Linked DNA regions of Mus musculus: region 1 is linked to region 2. The links are chromatin contacts, called in public promoter capture Hi-C maps. All regions are on one chromosome and are shown on one strand. The core of a region is the stretch at or near the end of the contact, and the rest is flanking DNA. Distances in the headings are between cores, read along the strand shown.

Region 1 (7,838 bases), core at 2,550-5,049, 520 kb after region 2:
AGTTTCTCAGCTCTGATACACTTTGGCATTTGGGGTCAAATAGTTGTTCATAATTCTTGGCTGTTGTATCTCCTGTAGGATGCTTAGCAAGCAGCATCTCTGGACACCACCTACTTGGTGCCAGGAACATTCTTCTCTAAGACTTGGTTGTGACAGTCCAGAATGACTTTTGGATGTCCTCTAGGGAACAAAATCACCCTTTCTTTTCTTTTTTAAAATAGTATTTATTTCATGTATATGAGTACACTGAAGCTCTCTTCAGACACACTAGAAGAGGGTATCAGATCTCATTATAGATGGCTGTGAGCCACCATGTGGTTGCTGGGAATTGAACTCAGGACCTCTGGAAGAGCAGTCAGTGCTCTTAACCACTGAGCCATCTCTCCAGCCCTAAATCACCCTTTCTAAAGAACTTCTAGGGGAAGCCTGCAAAGCAGCCCTGTGGAGAGCCCAAGATGGCAAGCACTACAGCTAAGAGAACCCTTGGAAAAGGATCCTCCAGCCTCAGCAGGTATAAAAGTGACTGTTGGGCTGGAGAGATGTTCAGCAGTTAAGAGCACTGGTTGCTTTTCCAGAGGACCTAAGTTTGGTTCTCCGGGCCCACATGGTAGCTCACACCCATTTGTAACTCCAATTCCAAGGCATGTGACTTCCTCTTTTGACTACTGCATGAACATGGTACACAGATATACATGTAGGTAAAACACGCCTTCCCATGATGAAAATGTAAAAACAATTAGAAGAGACTTGCTATGGTCCATCTCTTCACTGCAGCTTTCGGGGAAATAGCCAGAGCCACCTTGCTAAATAGCTTCCTAGTTCTTGATCCACAACAATAGGAGATAATAAATCAGGTTTAAAGCTCCACATTTTGGGAATATTTGTTACCCAGCACTAGATAATACCCTAAGTGCTATCATAAAATGTCCAGATATTGTATAAGGTAGAAAGTTCTGTACTTCGGGAAGTTAGCTTGTGGAGACATCAGTCCTTGTGTTTACCCATAGTTAGGTTTGTAGCTCAGATTTATACAGAGATGGAGCCTAGGAACTATTGCTATGAAAGCTTTTTCCATGCTGGTAGCTAGACCATAGTAACTTGAGTGTAATATGGTTAGTCTGATATTTTAGATTTATTTGAAGTGAGTTAATTATGATTACTTAAAGAAATATTTGCTATTGAGATTTTGAAACAGCAAAATGGAGAAATGTTTCTAGTGGTACACTGTAATGAGGCTTTGGAAAATAGCCCCTTTTATAAAAGAAGGCACAGTGGGAGGGACATAACACTCAAAAATGCGGTTTATACCTGTGTGGAAATGACCTTATAAAACCCCTGATTGTGCTGGAGTGGTAAAATAAGGGCCTTTACATTTGTCTGAGGCTAGAGGATCCTCTAAAGGCACCTTACCCGTGTGGCTATTGACAGAAGGCCTGGTTACTATCTAGATCTCTGCACAGGGCTGCTACAGTCTTCTCTAGATCAGTGGTTTTCAACAGAGGGGACATTTTGTTCCCTTGGAAACCACATTTTGAAAGGGAGGGGGAATCTGGGTGTCATGGCATGCACTTGTAATCTGAGCACTGGGGCAGCACAGAAGGGCAGATCTTGGGCTTGCCCAGTCCAGCCTACTTGGTAAGTTCTAGGCCAGTGAGAGAAGAGACCCTTTCTCAAGGTACCTTTTCAATTTAAATGAACTAGACAGTGCCAGAATAGTAGTATGTGGCATAGTCACTTGTTGAGTGGATTGTAGATTCCTTTCCTCTGGGCTTTCAGTTTGTTTTTTAGATGGTTTAAGGCTTTTCTAGGAGTGTCTGCTTTTGGAAATTTATAATTTAGAGCAGAATGCATGATTTCTGTTCTTTCCAAATACTGCTCTGATAGGGAGAGGAAGCAGCATGTTAGTGCATAGAGCTCTAGGGCATTAGCAGCCTTTGCTGGAGGGTTTCCAACCCACAAGAACTATGTCTGAGTAACTCCTGCCTGTCTTGTACATGTAAGGTGTATTTTCATGGGAGTGTGTGTCCTCTATGGTAAGAATTAGTATGTTGTAATGAGAGCATGTGATTAGGGAGGAAGCATTAGACGGTCACTGAGCTGGTGCTGCGTTATATGTGCGGACATCTGGTGTGACTGCATCAGTGAGAATATCACAAAAGGCAGATTTGAAAATTACTTGGTAAAATGAAAAATGATTGTGATTTAGGAATGTAGGTTTCAGATTTACATATGGTGATTATGTCCGTGTAAGTATCATTAGAAGGAAATGTAATTGCTACTAACTAGTAGTTTGCACTAAGTTGAAAACACCACTAAGTGACAGAGCAGCAGTGTGAGTCACGTATCTCACTCTACTAATGGCCTCCATGAGAAATGAAAGCTTGTTTTAAGAAAAAAAGAGAGAGAGAAAATGGAAACATACACTGTTCAAAAGAGTGTAACAAGTTTAGGATATATTAGATATTTATGCTGTATGAATACAGTATTTCCCTATGATAGAATCATTTTCTGCTTCTGAAACTTGTTCTTTTGCCCTCAGTACATGAAAGAGTCTTGCTCTTTGCTCCATGTGTGTGAACGGAGAATGTACTAGAATTTTAAAGTCCTGTTGTTGGAATTTCAAGTAGTTTCTAGTTTTCCTGTGACCAGGCTGCAACAGATATGTACTTTGAACCCTATTTTGTTTGTATCTGTGCCGATGTTTTGAGATATGATTTTACTCTGTAGTAGACTGGCTTCTACCATGTCCCATCTGCCTCTGTCTTCCAAGCAGAAGGATTATAGGCATGAACCACTCACTACTACTCCCAGCTTCAGTGTGTGTGTGTGTGTGTGTGTGAGAGAGAGAGAGAGAGAGAGAGAGAGAGAGAGAGAGGAAGGAGATCCTTTTTTAAAGATTTATTTATATGAGTACACTGTCACTATCTTCAGACACACCAGAAGAGAGCATCAGATCCCATTAGAGATGGTTGTGAGCCATGCAGTTGCTGGGAATTGAACTCAGGACCTCTGGAAGAACAAGAAGTCAGGAAAAGAATGAGAGAATGAGAATGAATAAATGAATGAGTATGCATCATTACAGACTTAGACTTGTGGATGTCGGAGGACAACTTGCAGGAGTCAGTTCTCTCTCCTTCCACTGTGTAGGTTTCCGGGGCTGTATTCTCAGGCCTGGCAGTAAGTGCCTTTACCCTCTCATCTTTTCTTTACCTGCTGAACCATTTCACAGGCCTCGGTATATATGGTTTTTTAATCCAGGATTTGGAGAAATGTTTAACTGTCTGTTGGCTGTTTAATTGGTCATTCCTGGTATCTTGTGCATTTTGTTATCCCAGGTAGATAGTAAGTTTTGTGACATCAGCTACCATATTTACTGTTTTCTTTTGTATTCATAAAATAAAATAACATCGCTTGGTGGTAGGGGCACTCACCTTTAATCCAAGGACTGGAGAGGCAGAGGCAGGCGGATCTGTGTGTCCAAGGTTAGCCTGGTCTGCAGAGTGAGTTCCAGGATAGCCAGGGCTACACAGAGAAACCCTGTCCCCCAAAAACAAAACCACAAAAAAAGAAAAAAGAAAGAAGCCCTATAAACCAGGAGTGGTGGCATGTGTCTCTAATCCCAACACACAGTAACTGACAAGAAGGTCATACATTCAAGCCAGTGTAGAAAATTTAGCCAGACACTGTCTCAAAATAAAACAAACATTAGTAAAGGGTATGCGGCTCAGCTTACTGACCAGTATTTGTCTGGTGTGTGTCCAACCCTGAGGGAACTGGGAAGTGCTAATTGAGGAAACTGGGGTTTTGAGCCCTTTGTATCACGATGGTGAGGGAAACAGATGGACTTCTTGTCCTCAACTTGCCCAGGGCAGGTGGCAGTAGGAGTCATTATTAATGTCTGATAATTGAGTTTTACAAAATTTGCTAAACCTGCCATAAAAACTAGTACCTTAGGTTAGATACAGACATTATATTTGTTTTATATATGAGGTTGGTAGAATTTAATTAACTTCCTCAAGAGTTATTAAGTGGCAAAGCTAGTATTAAAACCCTGATAGTCCTCTTCCAGAGCCCAGCCCTTGTTTAACTACCTGGTGGGTGGTAAATAAACATATACTAATCATTGTGATTATTGGGGACTGTAGGGTCCCTGTGCGGCATCTGTCCTCCACTGAGTGGCTAGTGAAGTCAGAGGGTGGAACCTGCCCCTCTTGCTCTGGAGCTGGCTGCAAAAGAGCCTGGGTAGTGATCATAATGGGCAGCTGTTCTGCTATCCAGCTGAGCTGAACTTGTAGGTGTGGCCACATCCTGCTGGCCCTCCCTGCTCCCCACAGGTTCATCCCCAAGGAGAGGACAGAGTTACAAAGGCTGCATGAGGCATGACACTCAGAGTGGAAGTTGAAGAAGCCACATTGTGTGGGGGCCATGGCCATTTCCTCAGTTTCTAACCACACACTGGTAAAGGGAAGGTTGTCTTATGGTCTTATGGAGATAAAGGGTGAAAGACGGAGAGTGCTTGCCTCAGGTGGGTAGGAACCCCTGTGGAGGGGTGACTCTGCCTATATATACTTGAAGAATAAAGATTTAGTTGTGGGGTGGGTGCGGGTAGGCGAGAAGGAACTAGCAGCAGCAGATCCAAATAGTTTACAGAACTGAAAGAAGCCAGCACACCAGAGCAGGCCTGTGGTGGGGGACTACTGATTGGGTGAGCCCTGGGATTGGGTCAACTCATCTGAAACTTAGACAGCGGTAGGAAATGTGCATTTTTATTCTGTATTACAAGAAAATTCCTTGAGTTTAAAATAGTCATTTATTATTTTGAAATTGCACGTCGGAGGGCAGCTTGTAGGACGGATCTTTTCACCTTGTCAAGTTCTTAAGAATTAGGTATCTTCTGGACCGCCCACAGTCCTGCTGCCCAGAAAAGAGATTTCAAGAAAGGATAGGCTTTGGGGGTTTTGTGTTTATAGATGGAATTTAACCCGAAATGACCAGTTGTGTAGTTTTCTCATCCCTGCAACCAAACACCTGAGAGGAGAAAGGAGCCAGGGCTTACGGTCTCCATTTCACAGGGCTCCCCCGTGCTTGCCTCCATCCATACCCTCGAGCAGAGCACGTGGGAGGGCATACCGTGGGCTGTTCTGTACACCTGAGCTGGCAGGAATGGGACAGAAGAGAGGGTGCCCAACCAAACTATCTCCTTCCAGCTAAGCTCTACCACCATAGTGAAAACACTGAAGCTTTTCTCTTTTGTTTAGTATGAGGTGATGTACTGTGTGTTCTTGTGTCGTGGTGTGCGTGTATAGGACAGAGGACATTTTCAAGTTGGTTTTCGCCTTTTACCATTTGAGTTCCTGGAATCAAACTTAGGTTGTCAGGCTTGTACCCTCATCCACTGAGCTATCTGCTTGGGCCCTCCCACCTCCAAAGATTTTAGAATTCTCTCAATCTGGAAATGGCACATCTGTTGTTCCAGTGTTCAGAAGGTGGAGGCAGAAGGATCAGGAATTTAGGATTATCTTCAGCTTGAGAGTGAGTGTAAGGCCAACCTGGATTTACCTAACAGCAAAGTGGTGCTACCAGCTGGGAACCAAGTGTTTAACCCATGCGCCTGTGGAGGATAGTTCACGCTGAACTGTAACACAGCTGTAAAGGAGGTTATAAAGATGAGAAGATGAAAGCCGCCCAGGACCCTCCCCTGAAGAACTCCATCATCAGGAGCTTATGTAGTACAAGTATGTGATGCAGAGAAAGTCCCAGAAAGCCCCATGTCCATTGTAGGATTGACAGGAGGAAGGGGGAGTCTGACCATGCCAAATGCTAGGCCAGAACACTGGCCGTCTGACGTGCTTACCGAGCCCGAGCCCGGTAGTGGGCTTGAGAAGAGCAGCTCCAGCAGGCTGGATTGAAGGATGAATGGAGCTGAGAAGAGCATTGTCTGTCTAGCTGTGCTTCTCAAACTTAGGAACTGTGTGAATCACATTGTCACAATGCAGACTCTGCTCTGTGGGTCAAGATCCTGCCTTCTCAGGGAGCTCCCAGGCAGAGCCAGGACCACTGGTCTACAGAGTGCACTTTGAACAGCATAGGTGTAGGTTAACAGCTCTTGTTTTAGTTAGTGCATGAAGGCTTTGAGAATTGCGCTCTCTTCAGTTTCTGATTTGTAGCTCTAGGATGGTGTGTCCAGGAGTTTCCTTACTAATTAATCCTTGGGTGAAGCTGACGTGAATGGTTCCCATACCTTGAGAATTTGGAGATTATTAAGTTTTGGAGAATTTTTTAAACTGTGAGGAAGATCATCAAAACTAGTTAATGAATATGGAAACTTTCTAGAGCACATTCTGAGACAAGTGAGACATCAGTGTGTAAATAACTCAGTGGTAGAGCACTCGCCTACCCAGGGTTCAGTTCCGTGTGTGTGTGTGTGTGTGTGTGTGTGTGTGTGTGTGTGTGCGTGCGCGCACGCGCGCTCGATGTGTGTCCATGTGTATGTCCCACGTCCCCCTACGTCCCCCTCCTCCCCTTTGTGAGTCAGCAACACGCAGGAGGAATGTTGTTGAGAAGATGTGGGACGGCTCCAAAGCACAGTCTTGGGTTTGATCAGAGGGCATGTGTTCCTTAGAGTAAGAGAGACTATGGAGAGTGTTGGCTGAGGGCATCTGGGGTGCACAGATCCACAGAAGAGATGGAGCTATATGGATCTCCCTTTGCTAGCTTCTGTTCTCTCAAGGAAAGGGAGGGAGAGAAGGGATTGGAAGTTTGAGAGGTGGAAAAGTCATGAGATCTTTTTTCAGAGTAGAGAATGACCTTGTGAGTGGAGTCACTGTTTCAGTGTTTGCAATTATGTTCAGAAGTAAAAACTTAGAAGCAGTCTGATTGTACTTTTTTTTTTTTTTTCAACCGTAGCTAGCCTTGGGTAATTAGGTGGTTGTGGTCACCTAAGGTTAGACTTGATCCAAGGAGAGGGTACAAGGGAGCAGTTAGGAGGTTGAAGACAGGAGAGCTGGAGACACAATTGATGAGGTCAGCAGCCTCGATGCACTCAAGGTAGAGTAGTGAAAGCAAGCCGAACGGTTGGAGGGGCAGTCGGTGCTGGAGAGAGATGGCTGAAATATGGCCCTGCATGAGGTGGAGTTTCCGGAGAGGTCAGGAAACGGGATGTTGGATATGCCCTCCAGCTGGATGATATAGTTGCCAAGAATGTTATCAAAAGTTGGGAGTGGAGGGGTACTTTTCTGATAGGACAGACTTTTGGAGGGTGATGGAAAATTCTAGTCCATAGATAATAGCAACCCTGAAGAAGGGTTGCTAGCAAGGGCTTTTAGAAAACAAATAGAAAGTGATGTCTTGAAGTGCCGTTACCGCGAAGTGCCTGTTCTGTGAGAGAAATGTCTGTGGTATAGCCTCAGAAAGGAGGCTGGGAAATTCCAAGAGTGTTACCACAAATCAAATTGATGGCGAGGATATGTGTAGGTTTGGGGGTAAAAGGAGGACTCCTGAGCAGGACAGACTGGTGTGCAATTGTTCTGCACTAGCCACTGCGATGCTGCACTGGCGTCATGTTGCTGCTCATCCCACCTGTGTTCATTCAGTGGTCACTGTGTGCATCACTGTTGTGAGTGCTTATTCTCCTCTGTCACTCTTCCCACACTTGAGGACTTCCTACTGTTTGTGCTTCAGTCTCTGGGAATTGTCCAGCACTTGGAAGGCTATTCTCCTGGAAGCACCGTAATTTCTGGGGCCTTTACTTTGACCAGCACATAGTCTTTAAGATTATCAGTGTGTTGGCTCCTTGGACAGGCTGCTGCCTGGTTTCATGAAATTTACTAGAAAACAGC
Region 2 (7,296 bases), core at 2,466-4,965:
ACTATCCTAGCAACTAGAACCTGTTGCCCTGGTACCACCCCGCTCCCCAGCTCCGGTGCTTTCTTGTGGGAAATAGCTGACTGGATCTGGAGAAAGGTGAGGCAGTGGGAGGGTACTCCCCTCCGCCGCCCCCCACCCCCAGGTTAGAGAAGCTAGGCTCAGCAAGGATTTCTCCTGACCTGTTGGGAGATCCTGAAGGCATGGGGGTTCATTCAGTCCTCCATCCATCCATCCATCCATCCAATAAGTCCTTGGTTGATGTCTGCTATATGCAAAGCACTCTTTTAGGTTCTGGGAATAGAGAACTGTCAAAAAAAAAACAAAAAACAAAAAACCCCAAGACAATTGAAACAGTGAAGTAGAGTAGAGAGGGCAGCCAGGATTATTGTTTTAGTCAGAGTGGCAAGGAACTTGTTACTGACAAGGTGACATTTGAACAGAGAAGATGAAGCTGGTGTGTGTATCTAAGGAAGGTTATTTCTGTAACAGTAGACAAGCAAGCTCAAAGGGCCTGAGGCAGAAATAAGCCAAAATCATGAGGAGCCAGGCAGTACAGCTGTGGTACCCAAATGGCTGGCAGCCTGACAAGGGAAAGAGCAGGAGCCGCTGAGGTGGGGAGTAGATTGCTTCTTACAGGCCACCAGCCACTCGAGGAGTCCAGGCAGATACGTGGCAGGATTTGACTATTGTTCTGAAAGTCCCTCTGACTGCTGTGTTGTGACTCAGTTGCGTTGGGGCAGAGTGAAAAGATGGGGTGCTCCTGCAGTGGGAAGTGTTGGGGTGCTCCTGCAATGGGAACTGACAGAAGGCTCATTTAATAGGAACTGTTGGGGGTCCTCTTGCAGTGGTCCAGAAAAGGAAAGTTGATGGCTTGGATCCACAGTAAAGGAGTGAGAGAGAAACTGTTGGAACGTGGCCGTACTTTGAAAGAGGCACCTAGAGGTGGATGGGTTGAAAGTGTCAGGTAAAGACACTGGGAACAGCTCCCAATTCCCATTACTGAAGGAGGGAGTTTGGAAAGTCAGATTGTGAGAAGGAGAGGCTAGGACTTCACCCCAGCCCTACCCCCCAGAGTCAGAGTCTCCTGCAGCCCGGGTTGGGCTCTAACTTACTGTGTAGCAGGGGTGACCTGAGCTTTTGACTCTATAATCTTACCTGCTGAGGAATGGGATTACAGACATGCGCCACCAAGCCCATATCCCCAGCCCCAGAATTCACTTCTTTTCTTTTAATATTGGAATTCACTTTTTTGTTTGGTTTTATGTTTGATTTGGTTTGGGTTTTGGGGTTTTTTTCGGAGTCAGAGTTTGCTCTGTGTAGCTCTGGCTGTCCTAGAATAAGCTTGTCACTTGTGAGACCCTTTTAGACAGCAAAATAGAACCATTGATAAGCAGCTCGATATATAGATCTGTGGGGCCCTCGTACTGCCTGCTCTCCCAGTGCCAGACTGCATGTAGAAGGAAAAGCTGGAGGGTTAGGAGTCTGCCTGGACTCTGCCAGCAGGGAGCCGTGTGATCCCACAGCTCCTGGCTTCCCTTCTAAACGGCTACCTTAGGCTAGAAGGGAGCTGTCACCTCAGCCCCTCTTGTGAGCATTGGTGAATTTAGAATGAGGAAGGCAGCAAGGCACCTCTGAGGCTGTGATTCTGCCCAGGCAGTGTGTCGGTGATAGATTTCCTCCTTTCTTCCTCCATTCGTACAGTAGTAACCAGGAGCACCCCCCACGTGTGGCCTGAGGGAGACTGAGCCTGCCCTCCGGGAGCACGGCAGTCGGCTTCATACTACCAGGCACAAGGGCCTCCACATGATGCACTGGTGTGCACCAGGGCTCCAGCACCGTGGAGCTGGAACCTCACCGGTCCTCAGAGCTTGCTGCTAACTAGTCCAGCCAACCAGTCAGTTTCAGAGACTGTCTCAGAAAGTAAGGTACAGAGTGACCGAGGAAAATCTCGTGTGAGCCTCCAGCCTCTGTGTACATACACACTCAATACACACACGCTCACACTTGCACAAACATACACTTATACATTCACACACAGAAGCACACATACTCACATAAACATACGTTCTAAAACATAAACTATTCCATTAAAGGGATGTGCCATAGTTTGCCTGTTGAGGACATCTTGGTTTCCATGAGTTTGGGCTTTGAATGAATATGTCTGTGGAGGTATTCCCAGTTCACGATGAAAAGGAGTGATCACTGGATCACATGAGAAGGTTGTGCCAGCACCAACGTAAGTGGCTGCCAGGCTGCTTTCCACAGTGACTGTCCCCTCTCACACTGCCGTGACAGGAGACAAGACTTCATGTCAGCCTTCACCCTGGCCCTGTAGGATGTTGCCAGTGTTCTGGAGGCACCTTTCTGACAGCCTTTCAGGGCTAGCATGTTTCCAGCCACCTCTTCTCCATTACGGTGTCTCTTTAAACCTTCGCTTTCTTTATTGTCTTACTGAGATAGTTCTCACTCTGTAGCCTTGGCTTATGTGTAACCATGCTGGCCCCTAAGTTCTGTGGATCCTCCTGTATCTGTCTGCCTTGTAGGTTTACATTGTGAGCTCCAACACAGTTTGTCTCTGTGGTTTTAGTATATTTTGTAGATAGTTTTTTGATTCTCCATCTATTGGTTTTCCTGACAAGCTCTTTTGTCCATTGGCTTTTTTTTTCCTTCTGAAAGCCAAAAGTACTTTCTCTTCCTCATTAAGATTTTGCATATTGTTCCACTTTGATATCTTAACTAAATGGTGTTAATGGTGTGTCCCCACCTCTCCTGATGCTGATGGGATATGTCATTTTTCGCAAGAACGGTACTTGTCAAGCCGTGGTGACCACAGCTGGATGCCTTTATCACTGCTAATATTTTCTTCCTTTCTTCCTTCCTTCCTTCCTTCCTTCCTTCCTTCCTTCCTCCCTCCCTCCCTCCCTCCCTCCCTCCCTCCCTTCCTTTCTTTCCTTTGTTTGTTTGGTTTTGGGTTTTTGTGGCAGGGTTTTGTTGTCGCTCTCTGCTGGCCTGGCATTTGTGGTCTAGTCCAGGCTGCCTTGCGATCACAGAGACACACCTGCATCTGCCCTCTGAGTGCCAGAATAAAAGTAACGCTCAGAGGGTGGCTACGCCACTTGTGCCATTTCTCTATTTCAGTGGGGAAAAAATGAAATAAAAATAAAGGTACACTCTGCTAATTTGCCTATTAGTCCAAAGTTAGTATAATCTTCCAACATGCCTTGATTCTGGACATTCCTGAACTGAAAGTGAGGATGAGAGCCACCTGTGACCACCATCCTGGATGGTCACAAGTGGAGGTGTTAAATGCAATGTGTACTCAAGATTCCATTTTAGTTGAAATAGTTTCCGTTCCATAATGACAGACCTGCATCCCCTGTGATTTGGAACTGGAAGTAATCCACTCTGCCTGGCCACTTGCCTTGTTGTGACTCTCACAGCAGTATATAACCATGCAAGCATGAGCTGGGCTTTTACAGCCAGCCTGCCTTTGGCAGGGATGTGTGTGTGATGCCCTGAGCAGCGCAATTTTCTGTTACTAATTTCCTGTTTTCTCTTCATGGTTTAGAAAACCACAGAACTAGGCTTGGGTCTTGATGTGCACCGAAGTCCTTTTCTGTAACAGCAGATACAGAATCAGTTTGTTACCACAGCTCTCCCAGATCTGTATCTGATTTGTTTGCCCCTTGTCCCCATCAGCCTTTGTCCCTCCCAGACTAATGTTTGCCATCCACGAGAGGCTTGGATGTGGACCAGATCAGAGCTGAACCTTTGCTAAGTGTGGAACACAAGTGCGCATGCTCCCTTCAGACTCCTGCCTCTTGCAGATAGTTTACATAGAGCAGGCTGTGTGGAGGGACCTAGAGACAATCCGCTCATCCGCAAAGCCTTTCAGAAGCCTGCATCCCCTGGTGCCTTGGCAATAGGAGATGCATCTACACACCACAGCAAGAGGATTTTCTGCATTCAGTCAATAGGTTGAGTTGGTTTTAAAAAGTGGAGCAAGCTGCTGGGGCTGCTCTAAAAAGTCAGGAGTGGTTGCTTGAGGTCTGGTTGTCATCACTCTTGTCTCCCTCTCTTCCCAACTGCCCCTCACCGTACCCAGGAGCTGATAAACCACATACCTCCTCCGTCCATCTTGACGCTGAAATGCCCACTGTGGGCAGGAACTGCCCAGACAGCCTCTGAGGTCTGCCCGTCGCTCGTGAGTTTAGTGCTAGCATAAGAGGATTCAGAGTAAGCCATCATTTAAAGAAGGGGAAGGGAGGCCAAGCTTATAGGCTAAAGGCAGATGGCTGCCAGTCAAGACTCTCACCCCTTAGACTTGATGCACCAAGACTCAGTGCACAAACCTGCAATCTCAGCTTCAGAAGGCAGGAGGATCACAAGTTCAAGACCATGCTAAGCAACCTAGTTAGACCATATCTCAAGCAAAAGGGAGGAAGGAAAGAGGAAGGGAGAATGAGGACCATGGCTCGTGCCTGGGGGGACAGCAGCATGTGCTTCCAGGGTGTGCACCTCAGGGTTTAAGAAGGAAAGGGATGCTTCAGCCTGGATGTGCGACCAGGCAGCGGAGTGAAGATGTGTGCTGCTGGGCTGGGCAACGCGTGGTAGAACACTTGATGAGCATGTGTGCCAGGACAGGAAGTGGGATGGGGGGAGGAAGGAGAAAGAAGAGATGGAGGAAGGAAGGAAGGGAGGAAGGAAGGAAGGGAGGAAGGAAGAAAAGAAGGATAGGTTTGGTTTTATTTGGGTCTAAGAAGGGACATTTTGGGAAATGTGGCTCCCAGCTTCTCCAGCCCCAATTCCCCTTGTCGTGGCAGATCTAGAAGGCTGGGGTGAGGTTACAGAGCTTTGAGTGCTAACAGTGCTCTATACTTTACCAGTAGGAAGTGTGGAGGCCCACACCTAGGCCAGCCAGCCCACTTCAGCAGCAGCTGGCAGCTTTGGGACCTTGGGCCGATCATTTTCCCTCCTAGCTTCAGTAGCCTCATCTGCGAGGGGTTGTGTGCGCCTCCTCATAAAGCAGTGTCCAGCACATGTTAAGGGTGTGTCCGTCATCGCTGTGTTAGCTTGAGCAGTGGGAAGGACTGTAAGGCCATCGGGGCCAACGGGCAAGGAAGCAGGCAGGGAGGCAGAAACCTCTTCTGCAGAGAGCCATCCAGTTCCTTCATGAGGACCTGAACTAAGATGGTGCCATACTCCCCTTCCAGAGCCTCCATGCTGGAGTCCTCTCCATGTGCCTGTCCTGTCCTGAGTGGCAGCATGTGCGACCTCATCTAGCCCTTACAATAACCTAGGAAGCAGTGTCTCTGCTGTCTCAGCTGCAGCATCTGAGGCTCAAGAGAGGCTCATCCGTTTGCTATCCGACTGCAGAGCCCTGTAGAGAGCAGACACTCTAAATTCAACCACCTGTCACTGTGGGAGCTACCAACCCAGCCATGGAAGCTAGAGGCCATTCTGTCTCTCCAGCCTGTGGTCTGTTTTGTATTTAGGCCAAGTCTTATATGTGTCCTTATTTCTCACGTGTTGTGGTTACAGTAAAACGGGTTACCAAAAAACAAAACAACAACAACAAAAACCCAAAACCAAAAAAACTCTCTCCCTGATTAAGAGAATGGGAGTTAAGAGTTGTAGAGCAGTCCAGAACCAGTCAGGACCAGAGATCCCAGCCAAGTGGGTCGCTCCTAGACGAGATGGTTCAGGTCTGAGTTCCCAGAAGCTGTTCCCGTTTGATTGATTTCTCTATACCTCTCTGATAGCCTTAGACAACGTCTTTAAAAATGTAGACAAGGGGCTGGAGAGATGGCTCGGTGGTTAAGAGCAGAGACTGCTCTTCCAGAGGTCCTGAGTTCAATTCCCAGCAACCACATGGTGGCTCCACGTCATCTGTAATGGGATCTGATGCATCCATCTGGTGTGTCTGAAGACAGCAACAGTGTACTCATATAAATAATAAATAGATAAAACTTTAAAAATTAAAAATTAAAAAAATATATATAGACAGGCCTGTGTTCCACAAGAGTACTTTTTAGTGGTCTCAGGGTTTTTAAACCCCTAGGAGACCCTCTGCACTTGGCACCATCGTAGAGACCTTGGGTGCTCATTCTTTTTGTTTGTTTGTTTGTTTGTTTTTTTGTTTTTTCGAGACAGGGTTTCTCTGTGTAGCCCTGGCTATCCTGGAACTCACTTTGTAGACCTGGCCTCGAACTCAGAAATCTGCCTGCCTCTGCCTCCTGAGTGCTAGGATTAAAGGCATGCACCACCATGCCCGGCATTGAGTGCTCATTCTTGATCAGATGGTGTGGGTTCAAATCCTCCTCTCACACTTAGTAGCTCTGCAACCTTGAGAAAGTTATTTGATGTCCTAGGACTAAACTGTGAAATAGAGAAAATAGGACCAACAAGGCCGGGCCATAGATAAAGGCATTTGCTGCTGACCCTGACCACCTGAGTTTGGTCCCCAGAACCAACATGACAGAAGGATTGAACCAGCTCCCTCAGGTTGTGCTCTGACTTCCACGTGCACATTCACTCACAGAGAAAATGTTTTTAAACCAGGGAACATAACAGTACCAGAGCGTAGAGATGTGAGCATATCCACACCCCTGCGTTCCCATTGTGTGTGTGTAGAGATGTGAGCATGTCCACACCCCTGTGTTGTCATTGTGTGTGTGTAGAGATGTGAGCAGGTCCATACCCCTGCATTCCCATTGTGTGTGTGTGTTGCTGGCTATTGCTGATGCCGCTCCCTGAAGCAGAGCACATTCGGGTAAATGTTAACAGACTAAGTGAGTGAGTTAGTTATTCTAGTGAAGATGCCAAGCTTAGGGTGGAGCGACACAGCCAACGTGTCCCAGGTGGACTGTAGTTACACTGCAGCACTGATCTCTCAACCCTCGAGGCACAAAGCTCCAGCTTGTCACTTCTGGCCTCAAGCAACATGTGCCCAGTGACACACAAACATCCTCCAGGTATATCAGTGTGAAGGCAGAGCATCATCTGGGGTTTCAAGGTTAAAGTAGGCAGTCTGGGAGAGTCTTAATTTTAATGATCAAGATGGCTGTGTGGGTAAAGACACCTGTAACCAAGACTAACAACCTGATACATGGGATCCACACAGTGAAAGGCAGGAACCAATCCCTGCAAGCCGCCAATAAGGTTAAGAAAGGAAAACGCCTCTTTAGAGAATCTTAAGGAGACCAAAAGCAGGGGCAGAGGGCTCCTGACAGGTCACATATGAGGGTCTACAATGGACCATGTTCTGTGCTGCTAGGACATAGCAAGTCATGTCTG

The links. Capture Hi-C pulls out chosen DNA fragments and counts their contacts.
Region 1: a contact with region 2 is called in a promoter capture Hi-C map of pancreatic islet. The contact joins two enhancer-like sites.

Annotation. Positions count from the first base shown.
Region 1 is chr17:28,705,397-28,713,234 of GRCm38.p6, forward strand. All of the region lies in intron 1 of Mapk14 (mitogen-activated protein kinase 14), which reads left to right. Among named protein-coding and RNA genes, the nearest start is that of Mapk14, 18 kb to the left of the region's middle. Within about 2 kb of position 3,800, at least 94 of the 459 cell types and tissues checked have an H3K27ac peak or open chromatin away from gene starts, as enhancers often do. A contact at or near this core is called in pancreatic islet, where this site is marked.
Region 2 is chr17:28,181,701-28,188,996 of GRCm38.p6, forward strand. The region is part of intron 1 of Zfp523 (zinc finger protein 523); the gene reads left to right. Among named protein-coding and RNA genes, the nearest start is that of Zfp523, 8.2 kb to the left of the region's middle. Within about 2 kb of position 3,716, at least 25 of the 459 cell types and tissues checked have an H3K27ac peak or open chromatin away from gene starts, as enhancers often do. A contact at or near this core is called in pancreatic islet, where this site is marked.